Linked DNA regions of Sus scrofa: region 2 is linked to region 1. A link is a contact called in public targeted proximity ligation data. All regions are on one chromosome and are shown on one strand. The core of a region is the stretch at or near the end of the contact, and the rest is flanking DNA. Distances in the headings are between cores, read along the strand shown. Region 1 overlaps GALM (galactose mutarotase). Region 2 overlaps LOC102164129 (a long non-coding RNA gene).

The links.
Region 2: a contact with region 1 is called in a targeted proximity ligation map of alveolar macrophages. A contact is called at or near these places in 2 of 47 Hi-C or Micro-C datasets (embryonic fibroblasts and skeletal muscle) and 1 of 2 datasets of targeted methods (alveolar macrophages).

The regions. Positions count from the first base shown.
Region 1 is chr3:101,643,638-101,648,014 of Sscrofa11.1, forward strand. The region is part of intron 4 of GALM (galactose mutarotase); the gene reads right to left. Among named protein-coding and RNA genes, the nearest start is that of GALM, 37 kb to the right of the region's middle.
Region 2 is chr3:101,724,502-101,728,502 of Sscrofa11.1, forward strand. All of the region lies in intron 4 of LOC102164129 (a long non-coding RNA gene), which reads right to left. Among named protein-coding and RNA genes, the nearest start is that of HNRNPLL, 27 kb to the right of the region's middle.

The DNA of each region.
Region 1 (4,377 bases), core at 559-3,058:
CATATGTCATGGGTGCAGGTGCATCCAGGAAAAAAAAAAAAAAGTTGCCTTAGCTGGGAACCACTCATTGGCTTATTGTCCCTGATCCTCTTGCCTCACTTCCAGTTTACTCCCCCAACTGCCACAGTCTGGATTCTACCGTCACACTCTAAAATGGGCCCGCAATGACAGCCACTACAACCACTACAGGCATGCTTCCCAGGTTGCCTGGGCTGGACCTATCTGGAATGCTGACACAGCCGGTCACTCCAAGACTTTCAGACACTTTCTCTCCTTGTTTGCTTTCTTCCTCTGCCCATCTGACTTGACACCTGTATGTATGTATGTATGTATGTATGTATGTATGTATGTATGTCTTTTTAGGGCTGAACCCACGGCATATGGAAGGTCCCAGGCTAGGGGTCGAATTGGAGCTACAGCTGCCGGCCTACACCACAGCCACAGCTATGCCAGATCAGAACCTTGTCTGCAACATACAGTGCAGCTCAAGGAAACAACAACCCACTGAGCATGGCCAGGGATTGAACCCAGATCCTTGTGGATACTAGTTGGTATTTTTACCGCTGAGCCACAAGGGGAACTTGACTTGACATCTTTATTGTGAACCTCTCTTGCACCTTAAATATTGGTGGGGGGTTTCCTCAGATTCCCCTGGGTTCAGCCCTCAGACCACTGTTCTTCTCAATCTGCAGTTCCTCTCTGGGAAATCCACATGGCTTAATCTACAATATACTCTCACTCTTATTTTTCCTCAAACATTGTACCCATCTGTCTGACTGCTTACTGGACATCCTCACCTGGATGCCCCACAGGCACCTTAATCTCAAATATCTCTGAGACCAAATCCATAGTTCCTCCATCCACTCCCATCCCTCATCCCACCTCCTCCTCCTCTATTCCTGCTACTTACTATCTCCATTCCTACTGCCCAGAAGCTGTCCTGGAAACCTAGGCGTCATCACACAGCCTTCCTGCTTCCTCATTTTCTATATTCAATTCAGGCCTCCTGGTTTTTACCTCTTAATATTATAAGACTATATTTCTTCCATCTGAAATCTTATTTAGATCCTCCTCATCTCTTGCTCGGGTTATTAAAATAGACTCTTCATCCATCTCTGGCTCCAGTCAAACCCCACCCACAACAGTTGCTGGGTTAGTATTTGTAAAATGCCAGTCTCGCTAGGTCAATTCCCTGGCTTAAAATGCTTCGAAGTCTCCCATGATTTAAAGATAAAATCCTAGCTCCTCCTTAGGATGGCACAGAACGCCCATGATGACTGTACTCAACTACAAAGCCGGGACAAGGGTGAGGCAAGCAAGGAGCTAGGGTGCAAAATTTAAGGATACAGTCACTCTCAGAGGCTGACTCTGTACCTGCAGGACCCTGAAAGTGAGTGCTGCCTTAAGTTTTGCACCCCAGTGCTGCACCTCCCTTGTCTCACCCTAGCCTCCACTCTGCCCAACTGTCTCTGTGGCTTTTGGCTTAATAGCCTACTCCACTCCCACATTCTGTGCTTAGTACTCTTACTCTCCTTGTGGCTAGATCCTCACAGATACTAAGAAGCTTCCTGAAGCTCAGGGTGCTTTCAAGAAAGCCTCTTCAAATCCTTGCCTTTATGCTCCCCTTAGGCCCAAGGGCAATAATTCTAGCACTGCCCTGACTACACTAGATTCTCCACTCCCTGTAAGCTTTTCAAGGCCACAGACAGTGTTTGATCATCTTTCTATGGCCAGTGCCTTAGGCAGCACCTAGCAATCAGTGGATGTTCCACAAATGCTAGCTGAACTGAAAGCAAGTCTGGTCTGAGACTTGAGTCAGCCTCAGGCCCATGGTGCAAAGCCCACAGTCATCTCTCATCCCCTTAAGAATGGGGCGACCTCTAAGGATTGCTATGCACCAGGTTTGAACCAGAGCCAGGCATCTGTCCAGACCTGGGGTGTGGGAAGGGTGGGTGTTAAACTACCAGCTCTCCAAGGGTGGTAGTGAGAGTTCTAGAAAATAACTCCCCTTCTGACAAACTTACTTGATGTTAGTCTGGAATTTTCATAGGAATTATACAACACCTAGCCAAGTGCTAATTTCTGAGCTTTCTTCCTGCCAAATTCCCACCATGCTGGCTCACGCTTGCCAATCTTGTAGCAGTGATATTTTCTAGCAGGGAACATGAGTGGCTTTGGATGTTATTCTGAAGCCTCATAAAGCCATTCTTGGGGCCATTTTGTAGAGAGGGATTCAATAATGCATCCCCTTGGAGGGGTTCATTGCTACCAGGAGAGTTCCTTGGAGTTTCTGTATTGAACTTCCTTGAACATCATCTGGGAGAGTCTGTCATACAAGAAACAGCTCCAGGGTAAATAATAATCCATAAGATTCAATTATCACCAGTTTTTACTTTTTTTAGTGTTACTCAAATAGAACACCATGCTCTGGCTTCCCACTTATAGAGCGGCCGGCATGCCTGCCTGCTCCCACACTCCACAGACTGATGTCCAGGCCTGCAGTCCTGACTGAACAAGGGCTGGTGAGTATTACAAGACAATTTCATTGATCTGATCAAGCAGAAAGAAAAGCTGGTTTTCTGACCCAGAGTCTTGGCTGCTATAGCTCCTCCGGGTAGGACCTTGGAGAAGTTACTCTTCTTAGTTTGCCATTTTCCTTCTCTAGCTAGACTTCTAGCTCCCTTCAGGGAATTTAATGGTGATAAATTAGGAAAAAAAATTTTTAAACTACCCTGAAGATTACAAAGAAGAAAATATACCACTGCTAGTCTCAAAAATGATGACTATCCTTATATACAATAATATATAATAAGGCAACCATAAACTATTGTTACCTCAAGAGAGGAAAAAAGACTGGAAAACCCCTCTGTAGACCAAGATGATGCAACCAACTCACACAAGGTTTTACACAGAATTTCAGGAGTTTATGAATCCCTTTAAGTTCTTTCATCATCTTCCCAGATATACAAGTATGAACCCTGCCCTGGCTAAGAATATCTGGCTTATGGAGTTTCCTCATGGCTCAGTGGGTTAAGGATCCAGCACTATCATTGCTGTGGCTCTGGTTACAGCTGTGGAGCTGTGGCGGGGTTTGATTCCTGGCCCAGAAACTTTCGCATGCCATGGGTGTGGCCAAGAAAAATTATCTGGGTTAGAGGTTCCATGTGGTCTTTGAATCATTATTAGAAACTGACAGGAACTTGGAGTTCAACTAACGTAACTAATCTAATGAGATTTTAGAGTTTAGGTTATGAGGCCCAGAGGGTTTTCGTGGTTGACTTGAGAGCACTGCTGGTGGGTAGCACACCTGCTGCATCCAGGTTTGCTGAATCCCAGTTATCATACGGTACCGCTTTAATACACTCTGTTTAAAACAAATGTAAAGAAGAGAGAAGGATGGAAAAAGACTAACAAGGGGTGGAGAGGGAAAGGAAAGAGTAGCCGTTCATAGCATGTACAGATTGGCTACTACTTGGTTTCATTTTTCTGTTTAGCATAGATATGTTCTCTAGCTCCAAGCCAAAGAGACTCAGCCTGCAGCTCCCTTCTAGCTCCCCACTTTGGATCTGTAACTAGTAAATTCTGATAGTTCATCTGGGGTAGACTTAATGGAGAGGAAGATAAAGGAGCGTGGGCACATAAGCTCTAAACAGTTTACGTCATTACAAAAATGCAAAGAGCAACAAAGAATCTGTTCTTTCCAGGAAGTGGGGAAACATTTCTAAAGAGAAAGTATGAGCCTTGAAAAGAGTAGGGGTACATGTAGCAAGGAAAGGGCATTGGGTGGTCCCTGTGGGTGGGAGGTGGGTATTAAAACAGGGTGAGATGTGAGTGAGACACAGCGGGGGATGCGTCTGGAAGGCATCTAAAAGTTTTTTAGGGAGTTCCCATCGTGGTTCAGCAGTAACAAACCCAACTAGTGATCATGAGGATGCAGTTCGATTTCTGGCCTTGCTAAATGGATTAAGGATCTGGCATTGCCGTAAGCTATGGCGTAGGACACAGACGTGGCTTGGATCTGGCGCTGCTGTAGTGTAGGCTGGTATCTGCAGCTCTGATTCGACCCCTGCTAGCCTGGGAACTTCCGTATGCCATGGGGTGTGGCCCTAAAAAGACAAAAACCTTTTTTTTTTAAACTGGAGAATATCAAAGTAAGATTTGCATTAAATTAAATTAATTTATTTTAGCTACACCTGAGGCATGTGGAAGTTCCCAGGCCAGGGATCCAATCTGCACTACAGCAGTGACAATATCAGGTCCTTAACCTGCTGAGCCACCAGGGAACTCCCAAGATTTTAATTTTAGATAGATAACTTTAGTAACCAGATATAGGACAAATCTAAAGAGATTTTTTTCCCTCCAGTTAGAGACCGGTTG
Region 2 (4,001 bases), core at 415-2,914, 81 kb after region 1:
CTTAGAGGATCCATTTAGTGGGTCATCTTCATAGCATTCTAGCTTTATTTGAGGGTCTCTGTTCTGATCTCTCATCTTGTGAAGGACTCATGCTTCTCTCCTATTGCCCTCATACTCAAGAGGTTTATTAAAGCTCAAGTATTAGGTCACCAGGGGTTAGCAGATGTTCAGGGCAAACACTCACCACTTGCTTTTTTTGGTTGTTTCTGCTTCCCCCTGCCCCACCTCTGAACTTCCTTTCTTTTTATTTTTTTGTCTTTCCTAGGGCCGCACCTGTGGCATATGGAGGCTCCCAGGCTAGGGGTTCAATCAGAGCTACAGCCACTGGCCTACACCAGAGCCACAGCAACACCATATCTGAGCCACGTCTGCGACCTATACCACAGCTCACAGCAACACCGGATCCTTAACCCACTGAGCAAGGCCAGGGATCGAACCCTCTACCTCATGGTTCCTAGTCGGATTCGCCAACCACTGAGCCACAATGGGAACTCCTGAATTTCCTTTCTATCCTAGCCAGGTCAACTATGCATTTAAAAAACTGTTCTGTGGGAGTTCCCATCATGGCTCAGTGGTAACAAACCCTACTAAGATCCATGAGGATGTAGGTTCAATCCCTGGCCTTGCTCAGTGGGTTAAGGATCCGGTGTTGCTGTGAGCTGTGGTGTAGGTCGCAGATGTGGCTCAGATCTGGCGTTGCTGTGGCTGTGGCGTAGGCTGGCAACTGTAGCTCTGATTTGACCCCTAGCCTGGGAACTTCCATACGCTGCAAGTGCAGCCCTAAAAAGCAAAAAATGAAACAAAGCAAAACAAAAAAACTGTTCTGCGTTTTTTTAGAAAAGTAGTTTATCCAGTATTTTTAGATGTTCTTTACTGGGAGAGTTACACTGGACTCCATACTGCGAGGCTATCATATTGCTAAAAATTAAAGTTCTTGTTCGCCTTTTGAATATTTTCCTAAAATCTCAATGTTTTATGATGCCTTGTCTTTAAATTATGAAAAATTTTAGGTATACAAAAGTGTATAGAATATTATAATGAATCTCTATCCCACTTACTAAATAAAACATCACAAATACATTATCTGCTATGATTTTAACAACATGGAAATCCAGTAAGCATTCAGTTTCCTTCTTTTGGGTTAATATGGTAGTTAAGAACTCTAGCTCTGAGTCAGAAAGACCAGGGTTCTAACCTGGTCTCAAGCACTGGGGAATGTATCTTTTAGGAAGTCTGACCAGACCACAGCTGCCTCCTCTGAGAAGTCCCCCAGAAGTATGCCCTACACTCATGTTTGTACTATGCTACAGCCTGAATGGAATATTTGATTGGATCAGAGGAAGAGACAAGATCAAATGGATTCTCTCTTCTAATATTTAGAATAGTGACCACTTGGATTTAGAACAAGAAAACTTGCAAGCTGGGGAGCAACTATATTTTGCCATGCACATATGGAAAAGCAGAGAAAATGCCTAGACCACAGAAAAGACTGAAACAGAGGAGGAAGATATGCAGAGAATGAAGTAAGAAACCTTGTGGGAGGAAGATAGAAAGGAAGAGAGAGAGAAAGAGAGAGATGAACCAACCACAAAAGTAACCTCATGTAAATTCTGGGCATTCGCACTGCCTCTAACAGATTTCCATTTCCTGACTCGTGTCCATCCAGTGTCTGATGTTACTTCTTGACTCTCAAGTTCCTGGTAACACCCCTCTGATCTTAAGTTTCCTTTTTGTGTAGAAGGGGGAGTTTAATTTAGCTCAAATGGCTTTCTATTACTCACAATATAAGAAAACCTGATCCTAACAATCTTTACTAGCTGTGTAAGTTTAGGCAAGTTATTTAACCTTCTAGTCTCACTTTCTTCATTGGTAAATGGGATAATAAGAGTATCTACTTGCCAAGATTGCTGCAAGGATTATGTGAGTTAATATATGTAAAGAGTTTCACAAAGAGCTTGGTATGTGAGACTCTCAATATATCAGACACTACCTTTTTTTTTAAACGATTTTTTTTTCTGTCATAGCTGGTTTACAGTGTTCTGTCAGTTTTCTACTGTACAGCAAGGTGACCCAGTCACACATACATATATACATTTTTTTTCTCGCACTATCCTCCATCATGCTCCATCACAAGGGACTAGATATAGTTCCCAGTGCTATACAGCAGGATCTCATTGCTCATCCATTCCAAAGGCAGTAGTTTGCATCTGTTAACTCCATGTTCCCAGTCCATCCCACCTTCTCCCCCTCCCCCTTGGTAACCACAAGTCTGTTCTCCAAGTCCATGGGTTTCTTTTCTGTGGAAAGGTTCATTTGTGCTATATATTAGATTCCAGATATTAGTGACATCATATGGTATTTGTCTTTCTCTTTCTGACTTACTTCACTTAGTATGAGTCTCTAGTTCCATCCATGTTGCTGCAAATGGCTCTTTCCTCCAAATTCTTGTCTGTCCTTGTTATCTTTTGCCATTTCGTGAATAATCATTCTAACAGGTAGTTTTTACTCACTGTGGTTTTGATTTGGATTTCCCTGATGACTAGTATTGTTGAGCATCTTTTCATGTATCTGTTTGGTCATTTGCACATCTTTTTGAGAAGAATTTTGGAGAAATGTCTATTTATTTACTCTGCTCATTTATAACTATATTTTGCTATTGAGCTGTATCTGTTACTTATACATTTTGGATATTAACCTCTCATTATATAGGTGGTTTGCTAATATTTTCTCCCATTTCATAAGTTGCCTTTTCATTTTGTTGATTGTTTCTTTTGCTGTGCAGAAACTTTTGTTTGATGTAGTCCCAATCAGTTTATTTCTGCTTCTGCTGCTTCTGCTTTTGGTGTCATATCCAAAAAATCACTGCCAAGACCAGTGTTAAAGGGCTTTATCCTTATGTTTTCTTCTAGGAGTTTTATGGTTTCAGGACTTGTCTTGTAAGTCTTTAATCCATTTAAAATTTTTTTAATTAAATTTTTTTTCTTTTTATGGCCACATACGGCATATGGAAGTTACCAGGCTAGGGGTAGAAATGGAGCTGCAGCTGAGGCTACACCACAGCCACAGCAATGCCAGATATGAGCCATATCTGTGACCTGTGGAGCTTGCAGCAATGCTGGAACCTTAACTTACTGAGCAAAGCCAGGGATTGAACCCACATCCTCACGGAAACTATGTCAAATTCTTAACCCACTGAGCCACAATGAGAACTGCTACAGTTAGATTCTTAACCTATTGTGCCATGGCAGGATCTCCTTTAATCCATTTTTAGTTAGTTTTTGTGAGTGGTGGTAAGATAGGAAAGAAATAGAAAACTTCCCTCTTTTGCACATGATTATCTAGTTTTCCCAATACCCTTTATTGAAGAGACTATCCTTTCTCCATTGAGTATTCTTGGTTTCCTCGTCAATTATTGACCACATAAGCATTTTGGGAGGAGGGAGCTCCTGGTTCTGTTCCAGTGGTTTATGTGTCTACTTTTATGATGGTACCATACCCTTATTACTATAGCTTTATAATACAGCTTGAAATCAAGAAACTGTGATGCCTCCAGCTTTATTTTTCTTTGTATGATAGCTGTAGCCTTTGGGGGGGTCTTTTGTTGTTCCATACACATTTTAGATTAGTTGTTCTATTTCTGTGAAAAGTGTCATTGAACTTTTAATGGGTATTGCATTCAAACTATAGATAGACAACTTGGGGTAGTATGGACACTTTAACAATATTAATTTTTCTTATCCATGAACACAGGATACCTTTCCATTTAATTGTGTCTTTTCCATTTCTTTTCATCAGATTCTTTTCAGTGTACAGATCTTTCACCTCTTTGGTTAAATTTATTACTAAGTGATAATTTTAATTTTGATGATTTTGGAAATGAGACTACTTTTTTTTTTTTTTTTTTTTTTTTGCTGTACCCAAGGCACATGGAGGTTCCCAGGCTAGGGGTCTAATTGGAGCTTTAGCCACTGGCCTACACCACAGCCATGGCAATACAGGAT